Regions from separate parts of the Mus musculus genome. Here regions 1, 2, 3 and 4 are each linked to region 5. The links are chromatin contacts, called in public HiChIP or PLAC-seq and promoter capture Hi-C maps. All regions are on one chromosome and are shown on one strand. Each heading gives the region's core, a stretch centred on a gene start, on an enhancer-like site or on the middle of the called end of the contact. The rest is flanking DNA. Distances are from core to core; before and after follow the strand shown.

Region 1 (5,155 bases), core at 1,952-4,451, 670 kb after region 5:
GAGTGCTGGGATTACAGGCATGCACCATGGCTCATGGCTCATGGTTAGCATGAGACAAACTCATGTAACTTCTATGCCAACCCAGAAGAGGGCTCCACCGGAGTTAGCAAGTGGAAAGGGGTTATATATAACCAGAGCTAGCTTCATTCAGTCTCCGCAGTACTCCCTGCCTCCCCTTGTACTCCATGCTACATGCAGAGCCGTTTTCCTGGGGGTGGGGGGAACAGCAGAAGAGCAGAGCGTTCGTTACCCAGTGGCAGTTTGCTGGCAGCATCTGGTCCCTTTGTTTTCTTCTTCTTTTTCCCCACTCTAGTTGGGACAGGAGGTTCGTATTTCTTTTTCTTGTCCTTTAATTTTTAGAAGAGTAGGAAAAAGAATGGAAACCAGAAAAAGGACATTTATTTTTGTATTGCTACCACCTATTTCTAGGAGGTACAAATGTTCTCATCTTTTAGGATATTTACAATAACTACTCCTTTTATTAATGTTCTAAATTAAAATATGGTTACATTATTTCCTTCTTCCCGCTCATCCCTACCTCACAACGATGGCCTTTTTGATTATGGTTATACACACACACACACACACACCCTTCCTAATCTGTAAAATGACCACCTTTTGAAAAGCAGACTTCATACTCCTGCTCACTTAGTAAGACCTAACTGCAGCAAGTAAGTGTAATCTCTTTAGAGAGATGGCAGCGACTCAGATTTTTTCAGTAAGTAGACCAAGGTCAAAATTGATTTATTTGTTAAGTTTGGTGAGGTGAGGCACTTCTCACACCTCAGTAAGTTAAACACTTATAGGTGATCTACTTTAAAACTTCCACAATGTTCATGTTTAAAAATCATTAACTCAGGGCAATACGTTCTTTAAAAATGAAACCGGTTATGCATCTGTATACAAGGTTACCAAGATCACTACATCACTTTGCTTCTTAAAGGTTGTGGTACCATACAGAACTCGCCGAGACCTAAGGCAGTTTCTATGGCCCGATCAGATCTTGCTTGGTATTTACCTTGTCATCCTTCTTGCCACCCCCAGGACCATGGCCACCACTCTGGCTTTGACCCTGAAAGATAAAAAAAGACAAAACACACATAAATTCAGAATACTATCACTTCACTGGTACTTTGGCTCTAAAACACAAGCACCCCCACCCCCACCCACTGTAATGTGTGGAAAATGAGTACCTGGGCTCCCAGGTATGCACTTACTGTGTAGACATTACTTGCCTCTTAGAACCAAGAGCCATGCGACAATGAGGAGCCAGTAAGAAAGCTGGCAGCCAGAGAGCACCCCTCTCAACCGGGAGGTTCAGACTTGCCACCCTCTAATGTCAGTTACCTCCCCGACTGTGAAAAGAGACTCGCCACGCATGGTCATTTACTCTCTCCAGAGATCCACAGGACCCAGAAGACTTTCAGCAGCAACCTACCAAGCTCCTATCCTGACAGCCTGGGACCCAGACAAGACTTCCTTCCCGATCTGAAAAGCTGTCATCTTAAAACGCATGAAAAGCTCATCGGGATTTCTGACTTTAAAACAATGCTTAACACTGGGCGATGCCTTAAATGGTGGTCCTTTAAATTCCTGTGCAAAGATATGTGGTTTAGTGTACGTGTGGGTCTGTGCCCGCATGCCGGGGCACTCGAGAGGAAGCCAGAGGGCGACTTCCAGGGATTCTTTCCTTCTGCCTTGTGGGTCCTGGAGTCAACTCAAGCTGCCAGGCTTCATGTCGAGTGCCATCCCATCTGCCCAACAGTGGAGCTTGAAACAGGAGTAACAGTGGACTCACTGATTCACCACCCTAGGGAAGCACCTCTCACTACAACACTGGTGGCTTCAGTACCAGGACAAAACCACCTCAGAAATGATGCCAAGCATAAAGCACATTCGACCACACGCAAGGCTCGGACCTACTCAGAGCTGGAGTTACAGACCATTCTGGAGCCTGCTGGCATGCATGGGTGCCGGGAACCAAACGTGGGTTCTCTCAAAGTGCAGCAGGTGTTCTTTACCCCTGAGCCGCTTGATTCTCAAAGCCCCCTTGATACACAGGCAGATAAAAGGACCAAGGTCCAGGGAGGTTAACGGCCCTGTATATTGTCACAAAGCTTGTTAGACAGAAATCACACTAAGTTCTGCTGTCTCTCAAACCCAGAGGGTTTCTCAACTGCTCTAGAAAAGAAAGGATTTGTGCCCCACCAATGGTCACTGGCTGTATTTCTGTTTCCTCATTAAAATGGGGACATTAATAATAATCTTCGGGGTTGTTCTAAGAAGTAAGAACAACTCTGGGGAAATGCCTGGCGCATGTTCGGGATACTTTTTGTTTGTTTGTTTGTTTGTTTGCTTTTCCGAGACAGGGTTTCTCTGTGTAACTTTGGCTGTGCTGGGACTCACTCTGTAGACCAGGATGACCTCGAACTCAGAAATCCACCTGCCTCTGCCTCTCGAGTGCTGGGATTAAAGTCGTGCGCCACCACCGCCCGGCTTGGGATACTTTTCAAAGTCATCACCGGTCCTTTGTGTGCTCTGGCCTTCACCTACATTCAGATGCATTGGCCTGGCAGCTCATGATTCGGGCGGACTTCAGGGTTGCCTCCTTTTGCATTTCCTGACCCTCTGCCCTGCCCGGGCTTCGCTCAGCTATCAGTACAGATTACTCCCTTACAACCTTAATTTAGGCCTCGATTTAGATTTCACATCCACGAAGGGTCCTTCGCTGATACCCTAACAAAACCAGCCACCTTCTTACAACACAGCTACGTAACGATCTGGCCCGGTCCTGTTCCCTGACATATTTATTGTCTCCCTGCTCTAGAACGGAAGCGCCATCATCAACCGTGCTCGCCCGGTAACCTCCGTGCCTACATCTGAATCCGGCTCAACCAACCAAACCGGAGAGCGCTGAGCCGTCTGCGGAGAAACACTACGCTGGCTCTGCGGCTCAGCCGCTGTCCCCAGCGTCGGCCGGGCTGTCCCACTCGGCTTCAGCCCTTCAGCGCCTGCCTACTCGAGCGGTTCACAGCCCGGTCTCTCCCTGGGCGCCGTGCATCCTGCCCGCGTCCGCCAGGGAGTGAGATCCGCTCCGACCCGCGATGAACCCGAGCGTCACATCGCCTCGTCCTCCCGCCTTGGGGCGCATGGATGTTTGAGACGACCAGCCGAAACCCTTAGTCACTCACCATCTTCCTTCAGTCCTCCAAATCGCCACCGCCGGAAGTGCATCCACCAAAGCGACCCGGACAGAACGGAAGTAACTTTAAAAAAAAAAAAAAAAAACAGGCTACGGAAGCCTATCGGGACCAACTTCCTCACGGGCGAAGTTGAGCACGAAGGGCTTATTTCGGCGGTTTGGTACAAGGATTGGTTAAACATGTGGGCACTTAAAATAGTTTACTCGAGGGAATTCTAAGTAGCTGATCTTGGGCTTTTGTCAGTAACTTAAGACAATGATCTTGGACGTTGGAGACTTGGGGAAAATATGAAAATTTTAGAAATTTAAAAGGATGCAAAATTATAATTGGGAAGAAGTATTTATGTCAGGCAGGAATGGCGCTTGGGACTGAGAAGTTGATGTGTACACAGCATTTATGATCTTCTTTAGTTTCTGAACTTTGTAGCTCTCTTGAAAATAGTTCTTTGCCGAAAGAGATCTAAATGTGTGCTTTTTTTTTTTTTCTTCCCTCTGATGACAAGGGACTGATGATGGTGGCTAATACTGTGTTAAAATTACCCTTGAGGCGCTGGAGAGAGGGCTCAGCAGTGAAGAGCAGGGGACCCACATGGCAACTAACAACCATTCAGGGCACCTGTAAGCACGTGATGTGCAAACTCATACATGTAAACATAAACAAAGTAATTAAAAATTAAAAAAAAAAAAAAGACAGGACACTGAATGTGGAGAGAGTCCAAGTATCACTGAGGAGGGACACAAACTGGGGCTTGGGGCCCCAGGCAGGTGTTACACATTGTTATTAATTAGTGTTATTAATGTTAACGATAAATTCTTTAGCTTGTCCATGTAAGTACTCTTTGTGTTCCTATTCCTAAGTAAGAGTTTGAGGGATAGGAAATCTGACTCCCTAATTAACAGCTACTTTGAACAAAAGAACTGGTTAGTCAAACAGCCCGAAGGACCTGGCTATTTTGAGTACTCCACAGACACACTGAGAACTATACACAATCCCAGTTGATGGCCTTAGCCGTTCCCAACACCTTGTATCAGACCTTTTGCTATCATTCAATGAATTTCAGAAGACCCTGCCATCATTTCTACCTAGCCCAGGTGGGGCTATTTCCCCTGATGGTCCAGCAGACAGAAACTGTGTGTTGTAAGGTGAAGGTTAAAGGGACAAGGTGACTGGTGCCAACACAAACCTTCATCAATACCCACGTGTGCTATGGTTATCTGAATCTTTATCTTGCTATATATACAGGCTGCTCCAAGCTTGCTGGGTGAGTTGGCTGGAGGACACTCCATTGCTGCCTCCCTGGATGTTGTAACATGAGGCTCAATAAAAGACTTCCTTTGGTCTTGTCTTGCCTGCTTTGATGGTAAAGGGAGGAAGTTAAATTTACTCTTGGGAGGCTGGAGACATGAACTGGTAGCACAGAGAAGCAGCAGATGTGGTGAAGGCAAAGGCGGTGGACCAACGGTGGCAGCAACGTTTAGATGTGTGATTGGGCGCTGAACGGCAACTGGATTGTTTGACAGCAGTGTGAGACAGAGGGAGAAGGGGATGGAAGCAGAGAGTTGTAAGAAGGCGAGAGCTGTAAATGGCTCCAGAGTGGGTAGAGACATGAGGACTGTGAGTTGGAGACCAGCCTGGTCTACGTAGCAAGTTCTAGGCTAGCCAGGGCTACATAGCCTCTGTCTCAGAGGCAAAAAAGTTACAAGTGGGAAGATTTAAAGGGTTCTGGTCTGTGTTAAAAGTGGCTTCAAGGCCAGCATTGCTTGGGATGCCTAGGAGTGTGACCCAAATATGACCGAAAGGACAGGAGGCTCCCTAAGAGGCCGGCACACACAGAACCGATGACGCTTAGGACTTGCCTTCTGTGGGACAGACAACGTTCAGAAGTGCCACAGTCACGTGATTTTAAAATCTCCTTTCTGCCCATCTACACAGTCGTGGAGGGAACTCTCCCT
Region 2 (5,445 bases), core at 1,000-3,499, 590 kb after region 5:
TTGTGTATCCAGGTTTTCTCCATTCCTGTACCCCTGCAAGATTCCTGGATTGATCAACATCTACTTACATGGGTGTGTCAATTTGTCTTTGACTAACAAGAGTACACACACTAAGTGTAGATTTTTCCGATTAGATAATGCATCTAGAAGCAGTTTTTTCTTTCTTTCTTTTTTTTTTTTTTTTACTACAAGCCACACACTCTGATTTGCAAGTTATTGCTATTCTTAATCTAACTAGTTTTGAACAACTGTTGACTTGCATACCTTTTAAGAATATGTAAACCATCACCTTAACTGAGTGCCTATCAAGACAATGCCAGAGTGCGCTGAGCTCATGGACGTTGCAAAAGAAAGAAACTTGGAGCTTTGCATAATCTCTACATAGCAACAACCACTCATATCGCTAACAGACAGTATTTCAGCGTTTGGCAGCCGGTGCTAGGAGTTTTCACTTGCTTCGAGAAATAAAGCCGAGAAGTCTTCAGGGGCTGGATTCCTTCAGTGGTTTTGTGATAAATTTATCTCACACAGTTCTGAGGATTGCATGATCTGTGAATGTGTCAAGACTGCAAACTGTAGAACCATGGATACAAGGTCAGGCAATTGCTAAGTACTTAACCTGTACTCTCTGACCGTAAGAGAGGAAGACTGTCCATCCACAGATTGACTCATATCTAAAAGAAACCTTAAACAATACTTTTAAGGTTTATTTGTGTGTGTGTGTGTGAGTGTTTTGTTTGCATGTCTGCCTATGCACCGTGTGTGTGCCTGGTGTCCTTGGAGGCCAGAAGAGGGCTCCAGATCGCCTAGATCTGAAGTTTCAGACAGTCATGGGCTGCAGTTTAGGTGCTGGGAATCAAACTGGAGCCTCTGGAAGCAGACCAGTTAAAAGCAAGTGTTCTTAACCCACACGCCATCTCTCTAGCCCTGACACTGCTTTTCTTAATGTAAGTATGTTTAGGATAGTCTTATACAGAGTTGGTATGATGGGCTCATAAGGCAATTATTACAATGTCAAACTTTCCTAGTTTTACCATTGGTTGTGTCTGATAAAGCCCACCCTCTGTCCTAGGTAAACCAGACAACGAATCTCCTTTGAACTGTTTCTAATGCCTTAAGATGAATAGAAAACATCCAATGCCTTAAGATGGGAGGATGAAGGGCTGGAGAGATGGCTCAGTGGTTAAGAGCACTGACTGCTCTTCCAGAGGTCCTGAGTTCAATTCTCAACAACCACATGGTGGCTCACAACCACAGCAATGGGATCTGATGCCCTCTTCTGGTGAGTCTGAGGACAGTGACTGTGTACTCACATACATAAAATAAATAAAACCTTTATTTAAAAAAAAAAAAAAAGAAAGAAAGAAAGGATGAACAGAGTGAAAACAAAGACAGAGTGGTTTGGGTTCCTTTCTGGAGTTTGATGGGCACGAGGAAATAAATGCATTTCTAGAGTCAAACGTAACTTCTGTCTGCTGGTTTTCTTTCTCAGTCCCTGCACATAGTTTTGGGCTTTAAGGTTCTTAAATTTTTTTTTCCTGTTAAATTGCTATTTTTAGTCTATTTAAGATAAGGCTTTGCTATATAGCTTATGCTGCGTGAAAGTTTCTGTATAAGAAAACCTACAGAACTAATACTTCTATATTAGTGGCTTGGAATTCTTCTGAGTGGCTGGGATTATGGGTATGGGCTTTATGCCCGACTCTTGTAGTCATTTCAGAATCCTGCTTTCATAGATTGGCCTACTACACCTCTCATGCTGGTGGGCTTTGCTGCTGGAGTCACAATTCATGCAGGCAGCATTTAGAGTTCGGTAAAAGGCAAAGCGCATTTTCTGTCCTAGTTCGTGGAGCCTCTGAATTTTCTCCATGGAGTCCAGGTTAAGGACAATTCACTCTCCGCTTCTCCATTGCCGTTCTGGCTCCACTTTTGTCCCCTTCTGTTTTCTGACCTCTCCAGCCTTCAGTTCAACAAGCCACCACTGCTTTCTGTATTACACGCCTGTCTGGTTTTGCTGTAATCTTGCTTAGTCTACAGCAGATTGTCATGGGTTTAGTGCTTTTTTAGGAAGGGCAGACGTTTATTTCTCACGGTTCTGTGGCTGAGAAGTGCATCATCAAGGCAACATCAGACTGGAGTCTGGCGGAGGCTCCTCCCGCTAATACAGTGCCTTTCTGTTTCATCCTCATAGGGTGTGAGGTCAAAGGCCAGAGGGACACCGATGCTCTGCTTCATGTGGCAGAGGAGATGAAAGGCCCAGGCAGCTCTGACGCCTCTTTTATAAGGAAGTTGAACCCACTCACCAGGGCACAGCCCTCATGACTAATCACTTCCCTTTTTTATGGTATAAGTTCCAGCATAACTTTGGAAGGGACACACAGTCACGTTTTGGCACATTCCCATCCCTGGTTCTATCTCATGCCCTTGGTTTAATCTGTAGCCCAGATAATCAACCACATCTACCTGGATCATTGCCCTGCCCAAACAGGGCAGGCTCATGAATTCAAATGTGAGATCAGCTCACATCAACACTCCCCTGACCCCACCCACTGGCTCCCTTAACACTTATTTCACGTCTCCTGTTCCCACATTCTACGTCTATTATGGGTAGCCAATTACTCATTCATTCAGTGAATATTTGTGATACACCTATCAGGAGTGTGGCTCTGGACTGGAGACCAAGGGCATGAGAAGCATAACGTGCCTGGACCTTGGTTTTTAACGGACTCTTACTAGTTGGAAGAAAACTAAACGGAAGTGGCACATTTTTTGCAAGGTGGGAGACAATGGTCACCACTTCAGGTGTCTAGAAGGAGGATTCATTCTGTTGGATCACGGCCTCGTGGCACTGGAGGTGGCTTCGAGGATCAATACAGATGTCCCCGAGGAAGGCATTCTACAGGGAGGGAAGACTGGAAATGTAGGTGAAGAGGCTGGAAAGAACAGTGTCAGGGAAGGGGAGGAAGGGGAGTTTGTAATAAGGGCCCATCAGACAAGACAAGGCTGTGCTAGCATTGTTAAGGTATGTAGTGTGAGCCTGTGTGAGTAGACAGCCCTGCACTCCTGTGCTCCTTTGAAAATTTTGAGAAATGACAGACAAACTCTAAGGTACTACTGTGGAGCATGCCCAGTGAACTGCACAGACAAAGCCCCCTACATAACCCTACCTGTTCTGGAACTCACCGCATAGACCAGGATGGCCTCAAACTCTGAGAGACCTGCCTGCTTCTGCTTCCCAAGTGCATGCTGGGAGTAAAGGTGTGCACCACCATGCCCTGTTTCTGTACGGTTACTTCCATTGTCTCACTGACTGCTCACTGGACTGAGCTTGCTCCTTGTCACAAGGAAGGGGCTTTAGGCTTGAGAGGACAAGCGACTGGCTGAGGTTCACCCCTGGCCACAGACCTTGCCTTACTAATGTCTGTGAGGAGTTGGTCTGGGAGTTGCTGATGGGAACTCAGAGATGTGGATGAGGGGGGTGGGGGAGAGCTGTATTACTAAACTCAGTGTTTGAAAGTCTTAAGTTCTGGGAGCTGGAGAGATGGCTCAGAGGTTAAGGTCCTGAGTTCAATTCCCAGCAACCACATGGTAGCTCATAACCATCTGGAGTGAGATCTGGCGCCCTCTTCTGGTGCACAGGCAGAGCATTGGATACATAATAAATCAATTTTTTTTAAAGTCTTAAATTCTAGACTTATTTGTTTCAAAATTCATGAAATATTTGTGAATTCTTTTAAGAACCAAGGCACTTAAGTGAGATCTTTTTCATAAAATGTTTTTTTATAAAATTTAGTACTGTCTGTTTCAAAGTCGGCTTATTACCTTGAGAGATTAATTTTATGAAGAGACTAAGTATCGAGTTCTTTATCAGGGAGTTTCTTTGTATTCCTCCCCTCCTGCATTTGCTGAATTTTGCTGTAGAAAGGCTGATAAGGAGGAACATGGTCCTCCAGGTCTTCCTGTGTAAATAAGTCGTGATTTTCTGTGAAATGTGTGTGCTAACGGGCACAGAGAAAGAATGGAAGCTATCATTTTGGAATTATTTTCTAATTTTCTAAAATAATTTGCAATGGGGGCCAGAGAGGTGGCTCAATGGGCAAAAGCACTGTACTACCCTAATAGCCTGTGGAACCTACAATGGGATTAAGGCCTGTCTCCCTCAAGTTGTCCTCTGACCTCCACACATGTGAAACACACACACACACACTTGTGCACCAAATAGACACATGTTAAAACAAAACAAAACAAAACAAAACATCGTATACAGCCAATTGTATTGGCATTTGCCAGTAATCCAGTGCTCTGAGGCTGAGACAGGAGGCTTGCCATTAGTTTAAGGCCAGCCTGGAGATCCTGTCTCCAAAAACGGGGAAAAAAAATTGCCAGGCAGTGGTGGCGCACGACTTTAATCCCAGCATTTGGGAGGCAGAGACAGCCGGATTTCTTAGTTTGAGGACAGCCTGGTCTACAAAGTGAGTTCCAGGACAGCCAGGGCTATACAGAGAAATCCTGTCTCAAAGAAAAAAACAAAACAAAAACAAAAAACAAAACCAACCAAACAAACAAAATCATGTTCAAAAGTAAAACAAGGGTGAAAGAAAAACAATGTTAGATTCTAGATTTATCCACCATGCCCCCACCACACATCACCTCAATCCTCTCAGATGAGGAAAGATTGAAAAAGTCCTTCCTCAATCGAGCCTCCAAGACCTCTGTATTTGTGTCCATTGAGTAATCCTTAATACAAAAAAAGTCCTATGAGGACCTAAAACTAGCACCTTGGATTTATTTTACTAATCCTGTCCACCTGTTCTTGATTTCCCCACAGTTCTGGCTAGAAGTGCTTTCTGCTCCATATGCATCAGATATTATAATTGATGCTCGAGTCACATTATCTTCTTCATAATGTACCACGACGGATCACATGTCGAAGCTAAATGTTTCTTAGGAGCACCTGCGTTGTATTTGACTAGCAGTATGCTTTCCCCCCACCCCACCCCCACCCCCTGCCGCAGGATACAGTTGTAACACGACCTTGGCGTGTAGGTCATGGAAGACAGTGGGAGCCTTTTGGCTAGGTCCTCTCTGAGCTTTGCACAGCGGCACTGATCCGACTTCCTCTGCAGGCCCGTGGGAGTGGTCTGACCCAATCTTCATAAAGTACACGGTTCTCTGCCCCTCATGTATTTCATACTTAAAATTCATACACATTTATGTTTCTCCTAATTAGAAAGAGTCTCTCGCCCCACCCCCACCTCCCGACCCCAAATAAGTTACTTATTCTCCCTGTGGCTCCTAGTCCCTGCTCTCTCACCCCGCAGCCTGGTCAGGTACATGAAATTATTTATCTAGAGAGCCGTGGAATCCCTCGCCTGCAGCCAGAGGAATTGAGGTGACTGGGATTGGCTTCTCTGATAATTAAAAAGCCACGGGAAGAACACAAAG
Region 3 (5,028 bases), core at 166-2,665, 620 kb after region 5:
TAAGCCAGCCCCAATTAAATGTTGTTTTTTATAAGACTTGCTTTGGTCATGGTGTCTGTTCAAAGCAGTAAAACCCTAACTAAGACAGACAGGATTTCTCAGTGTAGCCCTGGCTGTCCTGAAACTTGCTTTGTTGATCAGACTGGCCTCAAACTCACAGAGTGAGTGCCAGTGCCTCTGACTCCAGAGTGCTGAGATTAAAGGTGAGCATCATCGTGCCCTGATGCAGATATTGATTTAATCAACTGAGATAACTTCCTGTCAGGTTTGGCGGAACTTGAGATTTACAGTTGAAGACAAGTGGATTCTACTGGCCTCCTTTTTCCAAGTACTTTTAGGGACCTGAAAACTTGGACATTTATTTTGGACACACACAGTTTACATGGTACACACAGTTTACATGGTACACGGAGCTGCTTGGATAGGTTTCCATCCATTCCTTTGTTTAGATGATTAGTCACATCTCTGGGTTTAGCTTTTTTTTTTTTCTAAACTTTATTTTATTGTGGTGCCCTGTGCACTTGGAGGTCAGAAGACAACTTTGTGGAGCCTGGATGAAACTCAGGTATCCATGCTTGCTTGGTAGTACCTTTATTATTTAAGCCATTTCATTGGCTCCTGCACCCAACCTTTTTTTTTTTTTTGGTAGGGGAATCTCAAAAATACTTTATAGGTAAGTATATGCATTTATTGTCAAAGACCTTTATCTTATTGGGACTTTGTACTCTTCTGTATTCCTAGGGTATTTAAAATGACAACTTATATTTGGATCACTTACATTTTGCCGTGGAACTTGTCACATCTCACATAGAAGCTAATTTTTCATTTCTTTTCTTTCTTTTTATTGGCTTTTTTTGAGACATCGTCTCTATACAGTTCTGACTCTCATGGAAATTACTATGTAGACCAGCTGGTGTCGAACTCACAGAGATCCACTTGCCTCTACCACTGAGTGTTGGGACTTAAAAGGGGTTTGCCCCCACACCCAGTTTAAAGCCACCTTTTAAATGCTTCTTATGGGTGAAACAATTGCAATTTGTACATGTATATGTGTACGTATACATACACTCACACACACAATCTTGCAGAGGAGGAAAATGAATCTTACAGAATTTGATTACTTTGATCCAGTTTAAAGGAGGCAATGTGCTTTTACCAGAGGAGCTGAATTCCAGTTTCCACACCTTCCCCCCTCCCAACTTCCTCTTCCGGTTCCTGCTTGTCCATTGTTCAGTGAAGCCGGAGGGCACTAACTACAAGGAAACTGTTCTTCCTCAATCTCACCCTCTTCCCTCCTCCCCTCTCTACCCTTTGGGTCTCCGCACCGCCTTGCCCAGGAGTTAAGCCTTAAAGAGTGCAGGAAGAACTACATTTCCCAGAGTGCCTCGCGAGTCACCGTCCTCCAACCAGAGCTCTCCAGACGGCGCCATTTCTGAGGCAGGAGTGGTAGTGCGGCCTGTGATCATGGCGCTGTTCCCGGCTTTTGCGGACGTAAGTGAGGCCTCCGGTGATGGGGCATTCAGGAAAGGTAAGCACCCCAAAAGAGTCGAAAAAGACATCCATTAAATTAATGGCAGATTTTCGGGCCTGGGTCATGGCCTTTTTTCTTTGCTTTGTTTATCCACCTGTATCCCAGAGTTCTCCGCGGCGCTGCAAAGCCTTCTGGGTCTTGTCTGAAGTGTAGGGCCAGAGGCTCTTTCAGGCGCTACGGTGGTCAAGTAAGCGGAGGGGAAACTAAGCCTACGATGATGTCTGGCGCTAACATTACCGTATTTTTGGACTTCATTCTCCTAGAAGCTGCAATGATACAACTCCATTGCAAAAGAAACCCTCTTAAAATACTTGCAATTGTGGTTGGCGTAATTCTGATTTTTCCTTACTAAATTGTAACCGTCAACAAATTCCGAGACTGTCTATTCATTGTAGCACACTTATTAGAAACACAGGCCCAAAATATAGACGTATTCAATAAGTGTGTCAGGATTGATAATGCAACCTGTTGCATGAACGAAACTAAGTAACAACAGCAACAAATCAGTATAAGGTAGTATGCTACAAATGTCATAGATGAGCCACAGTCAACCATAAAAATGAAACGTTCAGAATTTTGGAATGGTCTTCAAGAGGATATGATTTGTATAGATAAGAATTCAGGGACCTTCAAGGGGCTGTGGAAGAGAAGCATGGGATTAGAGAACTGGGTGCGTATTTTAAATGCTAAGACAAGTGTCAGCTATAATGAAGTTAACCATGGCAGGTAAATGCAGAAAATACATCTAATACTGAAAGTGTACGGTCAAGTTGAAGGGCTGGCAGTGGTGGCATACACCATTAATTTCAGCACTTGGGAGGCAGAGGCAGGTGGATCTCTGAATTCAAGCTCAGCTTGATCTACGTAGTGAATTCTTGGACAGCCTGGGCCACAACATAGAGAGACCCTAATCTCAAAAAAGACCAAACCAAAACAAAATATAGTTAAGAAAATTAACTATATATTATTTAACTATGAGTTACTGTTCAGCTTTCTTTACGGTTGGTTTGCTTATAGGGATCCAAAAGAAGTCAGAATTCTCTCTCTCTCTCCTTTCTCTCTCTTCTTTCTCTCTGTCTTCCTTTTCTCTCTGTCTTCTCTCTCTCTCTCTCTCTGAGAGAGGGGGTGTACTGGCTGGTTTTGTGTGTCAACTTGACACAAGCTGGAGTTATCACAGAGAATGGAGCCTCCCTTGAGGAAAGGCCTCCATGAGATCCAGCTGTAAGGCATTTTCTCAGTTAGTGATCAAGGGTGGGAGGATCCATTGTGGGTGGTGCCATCCCTGGGCTGGTAGTCTTGAGTTCTATAAGAGAGCAAGCTGAGCAAGCCAGTAAGAAACATCCCTCCATGGCCTCTGCATCAGCTCCTGCTTCCTGACCTGCTTGAGTTCCAGTCCTGACTTCCTTGGTGATGAACAGCAGTGTGGAAGTGTAAGCTGAATAAACCCTTTCCTTCCCAGCTTGCTTCTCGGTCATGTCTGTGCAGGACTAGAGACCCTGACTAAGACAGAGAGTTGGCCAGAAACCCACAGAGATCTGCCTTCCTAGTGTTGGGATTAAAGGCAAGTGCTCCCATGTCCAGGCACACTGCATTTTCTGCATGTACCCGTAGGTCCCCTTGAGTATGAAACAGTTTCTCTGCTCTTGTATTTTCTCAGGTGATATATTTGTTGAGGAAGCTGGTTATCCATCCTGAAGATGTTTCCCGCTAAATCTTCCTGTAACTTGCTCCTTTATTTATCCATCCCATTATTTCCTGGGAACTGATAATTAGATTTAAAGAGCCGATAAGATCTAGCTATATACTTTTTGTTGTTGAGGGTAGCTTGTTTGGAGTGCTGCACAAATATTAAGTCCTATCAGGAGGGTCCAATCTTTGATTTCAGTGATATTAAGGGGGTCCGTGTTGGGCATCAGATCCCCTGGGATTAGAGTTAAGATGGTTGTGAGCCTCCATGTAGATGCTGGAAATCAAACCTTGGTCCTTTGAAGAACAACCAGTGTGCTTAATCACTGACCCGTCTTTCCAACCATGCCATTACACCTTCATCTGATAATTTTGCAGTGATGTTTTTTATATTCTTGTGACAGGGTCTCACTGGGACCCAGATTAGCCTCCAGTGTGTAATCACCTTGAATGAGCAAAAGAGACTCAAAGAGTTTCTTCTGACTCTAGAACTTGCATTATAATTTTTTATGACAGGGTTGGGAATCTTGTGATTTAAACATCTTCGCAGTTCCTGGGCTGCTTCATGGGGTAGATCAACTCCCAGGAAAACGTCGACACCTTGAATGCCATTCTTACCTGTGTTTGCTGGTGCTTTTTGTACAAGTGAGTTCGAGCTTCCAGCAATCAGAAAATGGCAGTCCTAATCAAAATGAACGGCTTATTCTCAAGAGAACAAATATCTTCATTAATGTGATTGCTAACTCATTTTTACCATCAGCCTTGGAAATGCTGTTTGAATGATTTACCCCTGGAGGAGTGGCCCCTCATCTCTGAGTTCACTTAAACAGACTAGAAGCCAGGGCTACATTGTTAGGACAAGGTACAGAAATGGATATTGAACTTGGATGTGATACCCACTTATAAAGTTACCTAGTTTAGAAGCTTATTCATGCTGGCTTGCCCCTCTGCCTTTGGTGGAACTGAACGCAGGCCTTTTCAGTGGAGATGGAGGGTTAGTAAAGTGTCTTAGTAAGCTCACCACAGAGGTATGTCAGTGAGTCCTCGGTGATGGGCTGTTAGCTTACCTCTGTCAGATTTCTCTGAAGGTGTGTGTAGGTGCTCTATATCCCGGCAGTGGGTGGGCAGCACGTGACGTGGCGTTGAGGAGGTTATTTCCCTCTTTTCCTTTCTCATATGCATGGGTGTGTGAAGTACGGTGCCAGGCTCTCAGCAGTTGCTAACCTGAGATTTCTGTGCTGATCCCCAGAGGTTGGGTCTTCCAGATCCCTCTCAGGCTCCAGCTGCTTGCTTTCCTGCTGTTCCTTTCTGTAGTATAGTCTACCTGCTTAGTGATTCGAGTACACATATAATATATGACACCCTGCATAGTGATGAAAGTACATATGTACTACACCCTCCTTAGTGATGTAAGTGCACACACACACACACACACACACAGCACCCTGCTTAGTGGTAATAAGTACAGACTTGATTTCTGTCAGGCTCTCTAAGTTAGGAGGTTGTAAGTAACCACTGAAAGGGACTTGGTAGCCTGGAGAGATGGTTCATCAGTTAAAAGCACTGATTGCTCTTCCAGAGGACCCAGGTTCAATTCCTAGCACACCCACATGGCAGCTCACAAGCATTTGTAACTTCAAACTAATATCAAAGCAAAAAAGAAAAAAGAAAAAGAAAAGGACTTAGCAATCTGATGAATAAAATGTCATTTAATGTTAGATATTTCTGTCCAGGATTCTGTGTCACTAAAAATTGAATCTCACATCTCAGGTGTGTCATCTGACAGGCAAGGATATGATCAAGTATAAGCA
Region 4 (5,151 bases), core at 1,557-4,056, 640 kb after region 5:
ATATATATAATAAGGTTTTAGGTTTACTTTTATTGATGTGTGTGTATATGTGTCTCTGTGTATGTGCACATGTGTGTGGGTCTCTGCAGAAGTCAGCAGAGGGTGCTAGATCCCCTTGTGGTGTAGCTATTGATGATTTCAAGTCATCTAACATGGGTGCTTGGAATGAACTCAGGTCCTCTGGAAGAGCAGCAAGTGCTCTTACCTGTTGAGGCATCTCTCCAGCCTGTTGGTGCTTTTAAATCAGGACCCTGGGAACATCACAGTGACTTCTAGGTGTTTGGTTGCTTGTTGAGAGCTCACGTTTTCTCCTTTTGTGGTATCAACAAAAACCCTTTCGCTCCTGTTTGCAGGGCTCTTTCTTCAGCAGTGCCACTTTCTACGGCAGGCTGGCCACTCAGAGAAGGTCATCTCTTTGTTCCAGGCCATGGTTGACTTCACCTTCTTCAAGCCTGACAGTGTGAAAGAGCTGCCTACTAAAGTACAGGTATGGCACACTCTATGTCTCAGAAGTATTCCAGTGACCAGGGAAGATTCCCTTCATGATGGCAGTGGGGTGTGCTGGGTAGAGAAAGGGGACCTCTGCTCCCACATACAAAGTACACTGATAGGCTTGCTTACCACAAATGCAGCCTGTCTCCATAGTCGTGATGCCATTTTGACCGACGTGTCACTCTGTCTTTCTTGGCTGGGTTGTGTTGCTACCTCTCCATTGCCTACAATTGCTGCTTGATCTTATACGTGGACATTTTGGCAGCAGTCCTCACCAAGAAGGGGCTCATCTTTAAGGTGACAAGACATTTCCAGTCTCTGCCATTTGGTGACATGACACAGCATAAGAGCCACATGGCTGTAAAATAGCCACTTCTCTCTGTCCACTGAAAAAGCTTGGCTCTCTGCTTTGTGAAAGGGTCTGGGGGAAGGTAGCGAGAACATCTGAGCTCATGGTGAGCCCAAAGGAGAATCTTTGGGAACTTAAGGTCTCATGTGAACTGGCAGTGAAGACATTTTTATTATGATGCTACCTTTAGACAAAGTGGGATTAAAGAATTCAACCTGATAATACTGGCACAGCTAATTTTTAGTTAGCTTTTATAGAGAGCAATTTTAAAATGTGCTGTGATGTTTTAAGTCTACACTATGCTTCAGGAGTAACTTGGGAACTGTGGTGAGGGTCTGAATTCTTCTCTCACCCCTCTGCTGAGGCTCTTGATCAGTGGTGTGAACAGTGTGGTGGGCACAGCACTGCGCCTGATGGTGACGTTTCAAGGATTCCTGCTCTGCTCTGTTAGAGCCCCAAGCCATGGTATGGAGATGTTAAATCCCAGCTGCACAGCTCCCTAAGCGTCTGCAAGCCAGCATACAGAGAACTACCTGTCTAGCTGAGAGATACCTTCACCATAAACATGGGACAAAACAGGCAGAGGCTGCTACAAGGGTCTGTTTCAGGTTATAAACACATATCACACTCTTAAAAAGTCAGCCTTTGCTTGAGTGTAGTTTTTGTTTATTTTTGGCAGTACTGGGGTTTGAACCCAGGCCTTTTACACTTGGTAGGCATTGAGTTATTTGTTTAATTTAATTAATTTATTTATTTATCTATTTATTTTGTTTTTTTTTTGAGTCAGGGTTTGTGTAGCTCTGGCTGTCCTGGAACTCACTCTGTAGACCAGGCTGGCCTCGAACTCAGAAATCCACCTGCCTCTGCCTCCCGAGTGCTGGGATTAAAGGAGTGCTGGGATTAACCACCACCCGGCTATTTGTTTATTTTCAAGTCACTGTTTCAGAAGCCCATCTGTAGTCTTCCATCCCATTTCCCGCAGGTGACTGGCCCTCATATGCTCTCTGAGGCTATCTCGCCTGGCCCTGTGACTCTTGGAGGGATTCTTCCCCTCAGGACACGCCCTGCAACTGTCAGCCTGTGGTGTGCTCCCCAGAAACCTGCTCGCCCTCCAAAGGTTCCTTTAGAGTATCATTAGAGAAGATGGCTCCTGGAAATCCTGTTGCTAGTCGATAATCAGATCATAAGTCAGTCCCTGCCCAGTGCTATGTCTGCTCTGTTCCTGGGTATGACTGCCTGCCTGCAAGCTGCTTCCGTACACTGCTGCTCTCAAGTCCAGGCGACACCAGGGCCTGGCCTCCAGATGCACTTTGTGTGGCTTTGTCCCACAGCTACCCTCCTTCCACTCAGCTGTGCCAAAGGCATCTATTGAGTTCCTGCTGTGTGCTGAGCTAGATCTTAACATTAAGCAGTTACTTAAGATGCGATTGTCCCTCCAAGAGCTCAGTCTGTCCTGCTGAAAATTTGAATTCCCGTTCTCTCCAATGTCCTGAAAACAACATGACTTCAGGGGTCAGGTGGTGGGTCAGGCGGCATGAGTGGGGCTGGCAGTGGTTAGACCGCACCGGCAGGGTGAGGACTGGGAAGTGCTTTCCTACCCAGCTGCAGGCTCTTGTCACCAAATCTTGAGCAGCCTTTCTATATGCTGATCTAAGGAGTCACCATGTCCAGCTCACACTTTAGAGCTGTACACCAAGGCAGGGGTGGAGTGAGGGGGCCCATTTGGAGGCTGCCTGCCGAAATAACTCCTCTGTTTGCCATGTGTGCCTTTGAACATTGGTTGTATGGTATTTCAGGGATCCTGTGGTCCAGAGACGCACTTGGGAGCTTTGTTGTGGTTGGCCTAATTTCTGTCCTTTAAACCTGATCCAGGTGGAATTCTTTGAGCCCTTCTGGGACAGCGGAGAACCACGCGTTGGGGAGAAGGGAGCCCGAGGCTGGCGGGCGTGGATGCACCAACAGGAGCGAGGTGGCTGGGTGCTCATCACCCCAGGTAAGTGCTTCAGAGGGCAGGGGCGTGCCTTCTCTTCTGGGGCTGGGTTTTCCCACTTCAGGATTGTTTCTCATGCTTAGTGAGGCAGCTTAGGAGTGCTGCAAGAGTCAGAGGGTCAGGATTTAATCAGGCGCTGGACCGCCAAGCTCTGAGCTCCAACTCCCAGCATGCAGCATTCCAAGCACCTGAGGGTCTGAGGCCTCCAGAGGAAGAAGGGCTTTTCCTTCCTTCTTCCCTTCCCTTCCCTTCCTTCTCCCCTCCCCTCCCCTCCCCTCCCCTCCCCTCCCCTCCTCTTTCTTTCTTTCTTTCTTTCTTTCTTTCTTTCTTTCTTTCTTTCTTTCTTTCTTTCTTTCTTTCTTTCTAAGGGTTCACAGACTTTATTGGTTCAATAATAAACAGCAAAGAAAACGTTAACCATCACTCCGGGAGCGTCAGTGTAGACGTGAAAGCCACTCTTGGAGAGAAGGGCTTTTCCAAGTTGCTTCTCAAGTGGCTGGAGTGTCGCTAGTTCCTACTTCCCATCCTTCTGGGCGTAGATTTAAGGTAGTCTTTGGTCAATGTTCACACTAACAAATTTTGACAAATTTCTTGCCTCTTAAGGAACAAAGAGGCAACTAGCTTCACAGTTGTCATTCCAAAGTGCTTTCTAGGTTTATACCCGTAACAGAGCCAGCCAGTAGGAAAACAGGCAGACTTCTGGCTCCCAGTCTTTTAGCCACAGTTCCAGGAGCAAAAAGAGGGCAGGCCCCAGTGGAAAAGGTGCTTGGTCAGACGCCAGCCAGAGCTGGGCAAGACAGCATGCAGTGGGAACCTCGCTTTCCACTTAAATTGTTAGCACTTTGCTTTTTAGTTTCGAAGTACTTGTAGATGTGTATGTACCTGGAAAACAGGTATAGAGAGTGATAGTGCGTCCTGTCCAGAGTGGACTCAGATTTCACCAGTCTTTGTTCCTGTGTGTGTCTGTGTGTACATATGTGCATGTACATGTGTGTGTACACGTGTGTGTGTGTGTGTTTGTGTACGAGTGTGCATATATGGATGTGTCTGTGTGTGTACCAGACAGTTTCATCAGTTTTGGTGCTGCCGTGGACACGGGTGGGCCATGACTGAGCCCACTTTGTCTTCTCCCTCACAGTGATGACAGATCGATTTCATCACAGCAAGGCTTTGGGGGGTTTGTTTGTTTGTTTGTTTGCGTTGGGTTTTTTTGCCACTGTTTTTAGCCACAACCATCCTTCCTTTTTCATAGTTACTGAACACAGGGATCAGTTTTGCTATATAATATTATAAATGGAATCATCGTTTGTGTGTGCATGTGATAGATGCGTGTGTGTGTGTAGGTATGAATAGGTGGTGCATGTGTGAACATGTGTGGGAGCCTCTGTTGCTTCCCACCTTGTTTTAGAGACAAAGTTTGCCACGGGATTTAGAGCATCTCACTTTGTCTAGACTCACTGGCCGGCAAGCCCCAGGATCTGCCAAGCCTCTTCCTCCTCTCCTCCCCGACCCCATTGACGGTGTTACAGGTGTACACTGCCATACCTGGGTGCTGGTGATACGCACTCAGCAAGCACTTTACCCTCTGAGCTGTCTCCCCAGCTGCTGCACAACTTAAAAAATAGTTGCAAAATAAAATATAAAATTCACCGTGGTAACTACAAAGAATGCATTTCAGTGATGTGCCTGTACACAGTGCACAGCCGTTGCTGGCGGCCATCTCTGGACCTTTGCATTTTCCAGCTGAACTAGTCTCGGTTACCATCATCCCTGCCTCCGAGTCCTCTCCTCCCCTGGCAACTACAGTTCTACAGCATGTATCAGTTGATGACTTTAGGAACCTCCCGGAAGAGGAGCCACATACTTGTCCCTGTGTAGCTGGCTTCTTCCACTTCCCGAGGTGTCGTCGGGAGGCACTTGTGTTGTAGCATGTTCCAGAATCTCCTTTCATTTCGAGTTTGTGTAGTATTTCCCTGCATGGGGACCCTCGGATGCACCTCGGATGCATGGGCTGCTGCATCTTGGGCAGTTGTGAGCTGTGACCCTCAGTGTGCCATGACCGAGTCCACTTTGAGCCCTTTAAGGTGCACATTTAGAGGTAGGGCTGCCCCAGTCATGCCCTATCATTCTTTGAGCTGCCATCTTGTCCTTTACAGCTGCTGACACCATTTTATGTTGTTGCTGCCCAGTCCACCTCCTCCACCTCCTCAGCATCCCTTGTCTGCTCTGTGATGTTTAGGGTGACTTTACTCGTTTAGCTCAAGTCTCTGAGCTTATTGTTGCTTGTGCCAGGGGTTTGTTCATTTTATGCTGAGCATCA
Region 5 (5,352 bases), core at 141-2,640:
GGCTTTCCTGGCTGCTACGAGTTGAGCTGCTTCCCTCTCCCACCTGCTTCAGCCATGTTGAAAGATCCTGGAAACGGCCAGGTCAAAGGGCTATGGACTGGATGGATGGAACCTTTGACATCATAAGCCCAAATAAACTTTTCCTCCTTAACGTTGCTGCTCATGTCAAGGGTCTTGTTATATGAATGGGAAGCTAACACAAAAATTCTTTATCGGAATGTGTGCAAGCCCAGTCTAGCTTTCAGCTGGTTCTATCCTGCCTTGTCTTTCTGCCTCAGTTTCCCCCATCTGTTTAGTGGATGCTGCTTTCCTTCTGCTTCTTGCTCCTGGCTTTATTTCCCCCTCCTTTGACAGTGTTTAGCTACTTTGAAGGAACAACGCTCGCTCCTTCTGGACCAATCAGTGCCAACATGCTGCCTCCTGCCCTCCCTAGCACACATACATGTTCATGAAGTCAGGAAGATGGCTGTTAACGAACCCCTAGGTTAATCACACAGATAGGAAGAGACTTCCCAGAGTCACAGGGCTCTGCCTTCTGCACAGGTCAGAGGGTTTGTTCCCCCAGCCACCTATGACAAGAGAGCCTTGGCTCCCGCAGTGGGGACTGAAGCAAGCTCTCAATGTGAGTTTGCCTCACCTTCAGCAATCATCCCTCAAAAGCAGAGAGAGGCACCTCGAGCCCTGTGGTTATCTGGCCAACACCCCTAGGCCTGCATTGGCTTGGTCTGTCCTCCCCTCATGCCAGCCCTGAAGTCTCTGCCACTAGCTTCATTTCCTCCTCCCTAGCAGGTTGTGGCCCAAAGTTGGCAGCCACTCAAAGCCTATGATTTCAATTTCCCCTTCTTTGCTTTCTCATGATCTTGGGGTTCTCAAGGTCTGGAAGGTGTCCTGAAAGGCCATCCCAGGAGGGTAGAGAAGCAATTCCACAACTCATGGTCCCCAGTGTCATATGCAGAGATTTGACTTTCAAGGGGAGGCCCTGGTGGCTTCTAGCAGAAAGCCTGTTAACTGATTTTGGCTTATAGCCCCCTGGAGCAGTTTCCTCAAACGCTTGGGCTGGGATAGGGTAGGGTGGGGTGTGTGGATGTTGCCTAGGGCAGAGAACTATGCCGCGTTCACGTTCCCTGCTGACTTACTGTTGGTTTGAGATGTCTGGACTAGAGTCCACACACAATTCTTCCTTTTGTTTCCTCAGCCTTGCAGAGCGAGCTTCCTTCTGAAAGGCATAAAGCTCTCTTTCTTCAGCTCACAGGGGCTTCTGGGGCTGCCTGTCGCCACCGCCACTGCCACCAGCTTGCTCTGCCCGGCTCAGTCTCTGATCTACATGCCTGGGCACAGCCCCAGGCACCACTGGCTGCTACAGCTCTGCTACCCTGCAGCCAATGCTCTCAAGGCCTGTACTGGGGTGGAGACTTCCATGGCAGGATGCCAGTCCTGGTTCTTAAAGTCACAGAGCCCTCTAAGGTTACTTCCCTTTGCGGGAGTTTCTTGCTTTCCCCGGGCAGCAAGGAAGCATGACACAAAGGCATGGCCATGATGATTGGAAAACCTGCTGCAGCAGGGTGGAAGTCCCAAAAATTCTAATGTCACAGACCTAGGAACTCACGTAAGCCCTGAGGAGTTTCACAACTACCCTGGTAATTCCCGTGTGAAGCCAGACTGGGATTGCTGTCTGTGCTGTCCAAATGTCAGACTGCACTGGGTCATTTGAGGTACAGGCGAAAATGCAGGTGTTGACCCGAGCGAGAGTCAGGCTCTTGCAGATCAATGGCTGCTAGCCCTGGGGCTGTGCTGGGTTAGGCAGGGTAAGTTGCTCTCCAGCATTCAATGTTCCCTGGACTCATCTGAGATAATAGGAACGCAACACTAGGCCAGTCTCTAGCACTCAGACTATGCTTGAAAGACACGGGCAGGCCTGTGGGGGTTTTTCCTCCCTTGGTCTGAATGCTTCCTCTGAGGAAGAGCAGGTTCTGCTTTCTCTTGCCTCAAAGCTTTCAGGACTTCCCTTCAGAGCCAGCCTTAATCCCAACCACACAAGGTTCTAAAGCAGATGGTGCCAGCCAGTCTCTGTGGTTTCACCTTCCCTACCGCTCCCGAGCCTCATACCCCAACCCCAGCACAAACCACACACGTAAGCACAGTGCAGGTCCTTTTGGTGCCAGCCTTGGCATGTCTCTTCTTGGGTCACTTTTCTAATTCTTTTTCTCCAGTTGGTTAACTTCTCCCCCTCCTGGAGGAATTGGGATGGGTGTGCCTTGCCCTTTGTTATAAGACAGAGAGAAGACACCATCTGCACCCCACGACCACCACCAAAACCAAAAACCCAGACTTCCACAGGATACTTGAATCCACTGGCACCTTGATCTTACTTAGCCTTCCCAGTCTTGACTTGTGAGAAATAAATTTCTGCTCTCTACAAGCCATCCAGCTTGTGGTATTTTGTCATAGCAACCTGAATAAATGGAGACAAAGACATTGTGCTGAGTGAAATAAGGAGAATGTCTTAGTTAGGGTTTTACTGTGAACAGATACCATGACCAAGGCAGCTCTAATAAAGGACAACATTTAATTGAGGCTGGCTTACAGGTTCAGTCATTATCATTAAGGCAGGAGTATAGAACCATCCAGGCAGGCATGGTACAGGAGGAGCTGAGAGTTCTACATCTTCGTCCGAAGGCTTCTAGGAGAAGACTGGCTTCCAAGCAGCTAGGATGAGGGTGTTAAAGCCCAGGCCTACAATGACACACTTCCTCTAATAAGGTCACAACCCCTCCAACGAGGCCACACCTCCAAATAGTGCCACTCCCTAGACCAAGCATACTCAAACCACCACAGAGGAGTCCATAATTCTACCTGTAATAAGGTACCTAAATCAGCCAAGGTCATCACTGGGACAAAAAGTAAACCAGTAGATAGGAAGGTGTGGAGGAGTTACCGTTTAATGGGTCCAGACTTCAGTATAGGATAATGAAAAGGTTCTGGAGCTGGACACAGTGACAATGGTTATGAAACACTGTGGATGTAACTCAGGCAATCAAGCTGCCATCATACAATAGCTTATTAGATATCTAAATTTTAAGGACACGCCTAACCTGTACCCCTCAGGAGGTGATGGTTTGCAGACGGCAAATGTCCAAGGCCTGAGGCATGTGTCCTTTCCACTTTTCTAGAGGCTTAAGGATGAGACTCGGAACTCCAGAAAGTAAGACTGTGTGGTTGACCAGAGATGCAAAGAATGCCAAATATTTACAGATGGATTCTTTGGCGGATGTGACGATGTAGGCAAAAGTTCTAAGGGGGAGAAATATCTCAACACTCAGTGTCAGAGTACACTCTGTAGGGAGAGCAATTGCCTACATCAGAGGAATGTAAAGGTACAGTCAGTTTACCTAGAAGTCTCCTTGCAAAAAATTGAGTAGCATTAAAATCTGGTAACAATCGCATGCTCACTATTGTAAGGTTAGGTGATTAGAAGGGGTCAATGGGAGATAGAAGTAAGAATTCAAGACTTTTTTTTCCCCCTCAAACCTAATTAGACAGGAAGATTCTAGACGCCATCATGCCTTTATTTTCCTCCAAATTCCTATGTTGAGACACCAACCTTCCATGCAATGGAATTTGAGGAAGCACTTAGGGCTAGATGGGCTCCTGAGCATGGGTCCTTCTGTGATGGTGTTAGTGCCTTTGTCAGGAAAGATACCAGAGAGCTTCCCTTCTTAACCACATGAACACCATCCACATACCACCACCACCACCACCACCAATCACAGCCTGATAGCCACTATATACTCTGATCTTCCTCTGTCTCAGGGCTTTCCCAACCAGCAGTCAATACCTCCCAGTGACAGCGCAACCCTAGGGCCAAAGCAGAGAGCAGGGCAGGGCTTCCTGTACCCACTCTGTAAACCTTCCTGCTTTTCCAGTGCCTGATGGCACCTGCCAGGCACTCTCCCCTGTGGGCTAGGCTCATTTCCCTCAGACTTGTAGAAAGGCTAAGCAGTCTGTCTCCAGTCTTGTGAATCCAGCCACTCTTGAGTCTCTTCAGGTGTCAGAGCCAAGGAGATAATGGTTCCTGCTGGAACAGGGTCCACGTGACGGGAGATATATGTGTGTTTGTACAAGTGTGCTTATGTGCAAGGGACCCAGGGTTTGCCATTTTCCAAAGTTCATTTCTTAGCCACAAATAATGCCCACTGGCACGGTAGCGCTTCCTGTTTTTCACAAATTAGTCATAGTAAAAACAGAAGGAGGCAAAGCCAGGCGGTTACTGAGTCTGTTTGCCTGTGGGGAATGCTGAGTTCCTCATGGTGTAGGGCAGGCAGAGGAGACCTGAGGAAGGCAGGGGTAGCCAGCTTCCTTCTGCACCCGCTGCTGGCCCCGTGCCTCAGGCTCAGCCTGTTCAGTGAATTTCCTGACTGCCCTTTGCTCTCTGCCTTCTTCCCACCTCTCCACTGCCTCCACGCCACTCATCCCCAAATGGTGTCCTGCTTATATCATTTATTTGCTCCAGAACCTCCAATGGTCTTTGTACTGACCAAAGAGTCAAGTCTAAAGACTGAACCAGGCCTTTCTCTGGGGACTCTGACCATGCCCATACCAGCTCTGCTTCACAGGGCCAAGAGGGCACTAAACAGTTCAGTAACCATACATGATAAGACCAAGTTTTAAAAAGCCAAAGTTCATACAAAAAGCTCCATGGTGACAAAATTGTAACTATGGACAGAGGTGTCCCCACGTCACATTCTGTTCTTCTGTTCTCTTCACAGAGCTTCCTGGCTGGGCCAGCTTGGACCTCCTTCTCAGGTGGTACCACCTCATCTCAGAAAACTCTCTGTGCCTCTGCTCACACAGACCTTTCTGTCTTTTGGCTCCATTCATTTCTTAAACCTTCCTTGCCATCATCTGCTGTCTGGGTTCTAGTTCATGTTGTCCTTTGAGAACTTTCAAACTCCTTTAGCAGTGGCAGCTGAGAGGGTTGGGGTGTAACTCAGTAGCAGAGTAGATGATTAGCCTGCTTGAAACCTTGGGCTTGATTCCCAGCACAGCAAGGGAGAAAAAGGAAAGGTGGGAGGGAGGGAGGGAGGGAGGGAGGGAGGGAGGGAGGGAGGGAGAGAGAGAGAGAGAGAGAGAGAGAGAGAATATTCTAGGAAGGACAGATGTCTAGGCTGGTATGTAGCTCATGAGTGGATGCTTGCCTAGCATGCATGAAGTCCTAGACTTGATTCTCACCACCACATAAGCATGTCTGGTGCTGTATACATGTAATCCTAGCACCAGGAGGTAGAGGCAGGAGGATCAGATGTTCAAAGTCATCCTTTGCTACACTGGGAGCTTGAGGGCAGTATGGGTTAT

What was found. Promoter capture Hi-C pulls out the DNA fragments that hold promoters and counts their contacts. HiChIP or PLAC-seq counts read pairs in DNA pulled down with a chosen protein or histone mark.
Region 1: a FOXA1 HiChIP or PLAC-seq map of pancreatic cancer cells shows a contact between it and region 5. The contact joins the promoter of Psmc1 here to the promoter of Dglucy in region 5. A contact is called at or near these places in 1 of 39 promoter capture datasets (pre-B cells), 1 of 115 datasets of contacts at active chromatin or transcription factors (pancreatic cancer cells) and 2 of 9 other capture datasets (embryonic stem cells and liver).
Region 2: an H3K4me3 HiChIP or PLAC-seq map of bone marrow-derived macrophages shows a contact between it and region 5, with 4 times the contacts expected there. The contact joins the enhancer-like site here to the promoter of Dglucy in region 5. A contact is called at or near these places in 1 of 39 promoter capture datasets (embryonic stem cells), 4 of 484 Hi-C or Micro-C datasets (CD4 T cells, the N1E-115 cell line, embryonic stem cells and 1 more), 6 of 115 datasets of contacts at active chromatin or transcription factors (SST interneurons, bone marrow-derived dendritic cells, bone marrow-derived macrophages and 3 more) and 1 of 9 other capture datasets (macrophages).
Region 3: a promoter capture Hi-C map of the HPC-7 cell line shows a contact between it and region 5. The contact joins the promoter of Nrde2 here to the promoter of Dglucy in region 5. A contact is called at or near these places in 10 of 39 promoter capture datasets (the 3T3-L1 cell line, 3T3-L1-derived adipocytes, the HPC-7 cell line and 7 more), 1 of 15 datasets of contacts at CTCF or cohesin (pro-B cells), 5 of 484 Hi-C or Micro-C datasets (CD4 T cells, the N1E-115 cell line, cerebral cortex and 2 more), 8 of 115 datasets of contacts at active chromatin or transcription factors (acute myeloid leukemia, astrocytes, bone marrow-derived dendritic cells and 4 more) and 2 of 9 other capture datasets (embryonic stem cells and macrophages).
Region 4: a contact with region 5 is called in a promoter capture Hi-C map of embryonic stem cells, with 2.1 times the contacts expected there. The contact joins the enhancer-like site here to the promoter of Dglucy in region 5. A contact is called at or near these places in 3 of 39 promoter capture datasets (the 3T3-L1 cell line, embryonic stem cells and hippocampal neurons), 2 of 115 datasets of contacts at active chromatin or transcription factors (bone marrow-derived dendritic cells and large pre-B cells) and 1 of 9 other capture datasets (embryonic stem cells).

The regions. Positions count from the first base shown.
Region 1 is chr12:100,108,248-100,113,402 of GRCm38.p6, reverse strand. Psmc1 (protease (prosome, macropain) 26S subunit, ATPase 1) reads right to left here and starts at 3,201. Exons shown (of 11, transcript NM_008947.3): 1 at 3,192-3,201; 2 at 1,019-1,072; 3 at 251-347. The coding sequence starts at 3,194.
Region 2 is chr12:100,181,050-100,186,494 of GRCm38.p6, reverse strand. It overlaps a transcript of Gm36263 not described here. Among named protein-coding and RNA genes, the nearest start is that of Gm36263, 2.8 kb to the right of the region's middle. Within about 2 kb of position 2,249, at least 105 of the 459 cell types and tissues checked have an H3K27ac peak or open chromatin away from gene starts, as enhancers often do. A contact at or near this core is called in bone marrow-derived macrophages, where this site is marked.
Region 3 is chr12:100,156,040-100,161,067 of GRCm38.p6, reverse strand. It overlaps Nrde2 (nrde-2 necessary for RNA interference, domain containing), which reads left to right and starts at 1,415. Exons shown (of 14, transcript NM_001290303.1): 1 at 1,415-1,528. The coding sequence starts at 1,465.
Region 4 is chr12:100,135,341-100,140,491 of GRCm38.p6, reverse strand. It overlaps Nrde2 (nrde-2 necessary for RNA interference, domain containing), which reads left to right. Exons shown (of 14, transcript NM_001290303.1): 7 at 354-487; 8 at 2,714-2,834. Among named protein-coding and RNA genes, the nearest start is that of Nrde2, 22 kb to the left of the region's middle. Within about 2 kb of position 2,806, at least 6 of the 459 cell types and tissues checked have an H3K27ac peak or open chromatin away from gene starts, as enhancers often do. A contact at or near this core is called in embryonic stem cells, where this site is marked.
Region 5 is chr12:100,775,095-100,780,446 of GRCm38.p6, reverse strand. Dglucy (D-glutamate cyclase) reads right to left here and starts at 1,390. Exons shown (of 13, transcript NM_145448.5): 1 at 1,137-1,390. Gm40558 (a long non-coding RNA gene) reads right to left here. Exons shown (of 3, transcript XR_872933.1): 3 at 2,702-2,733.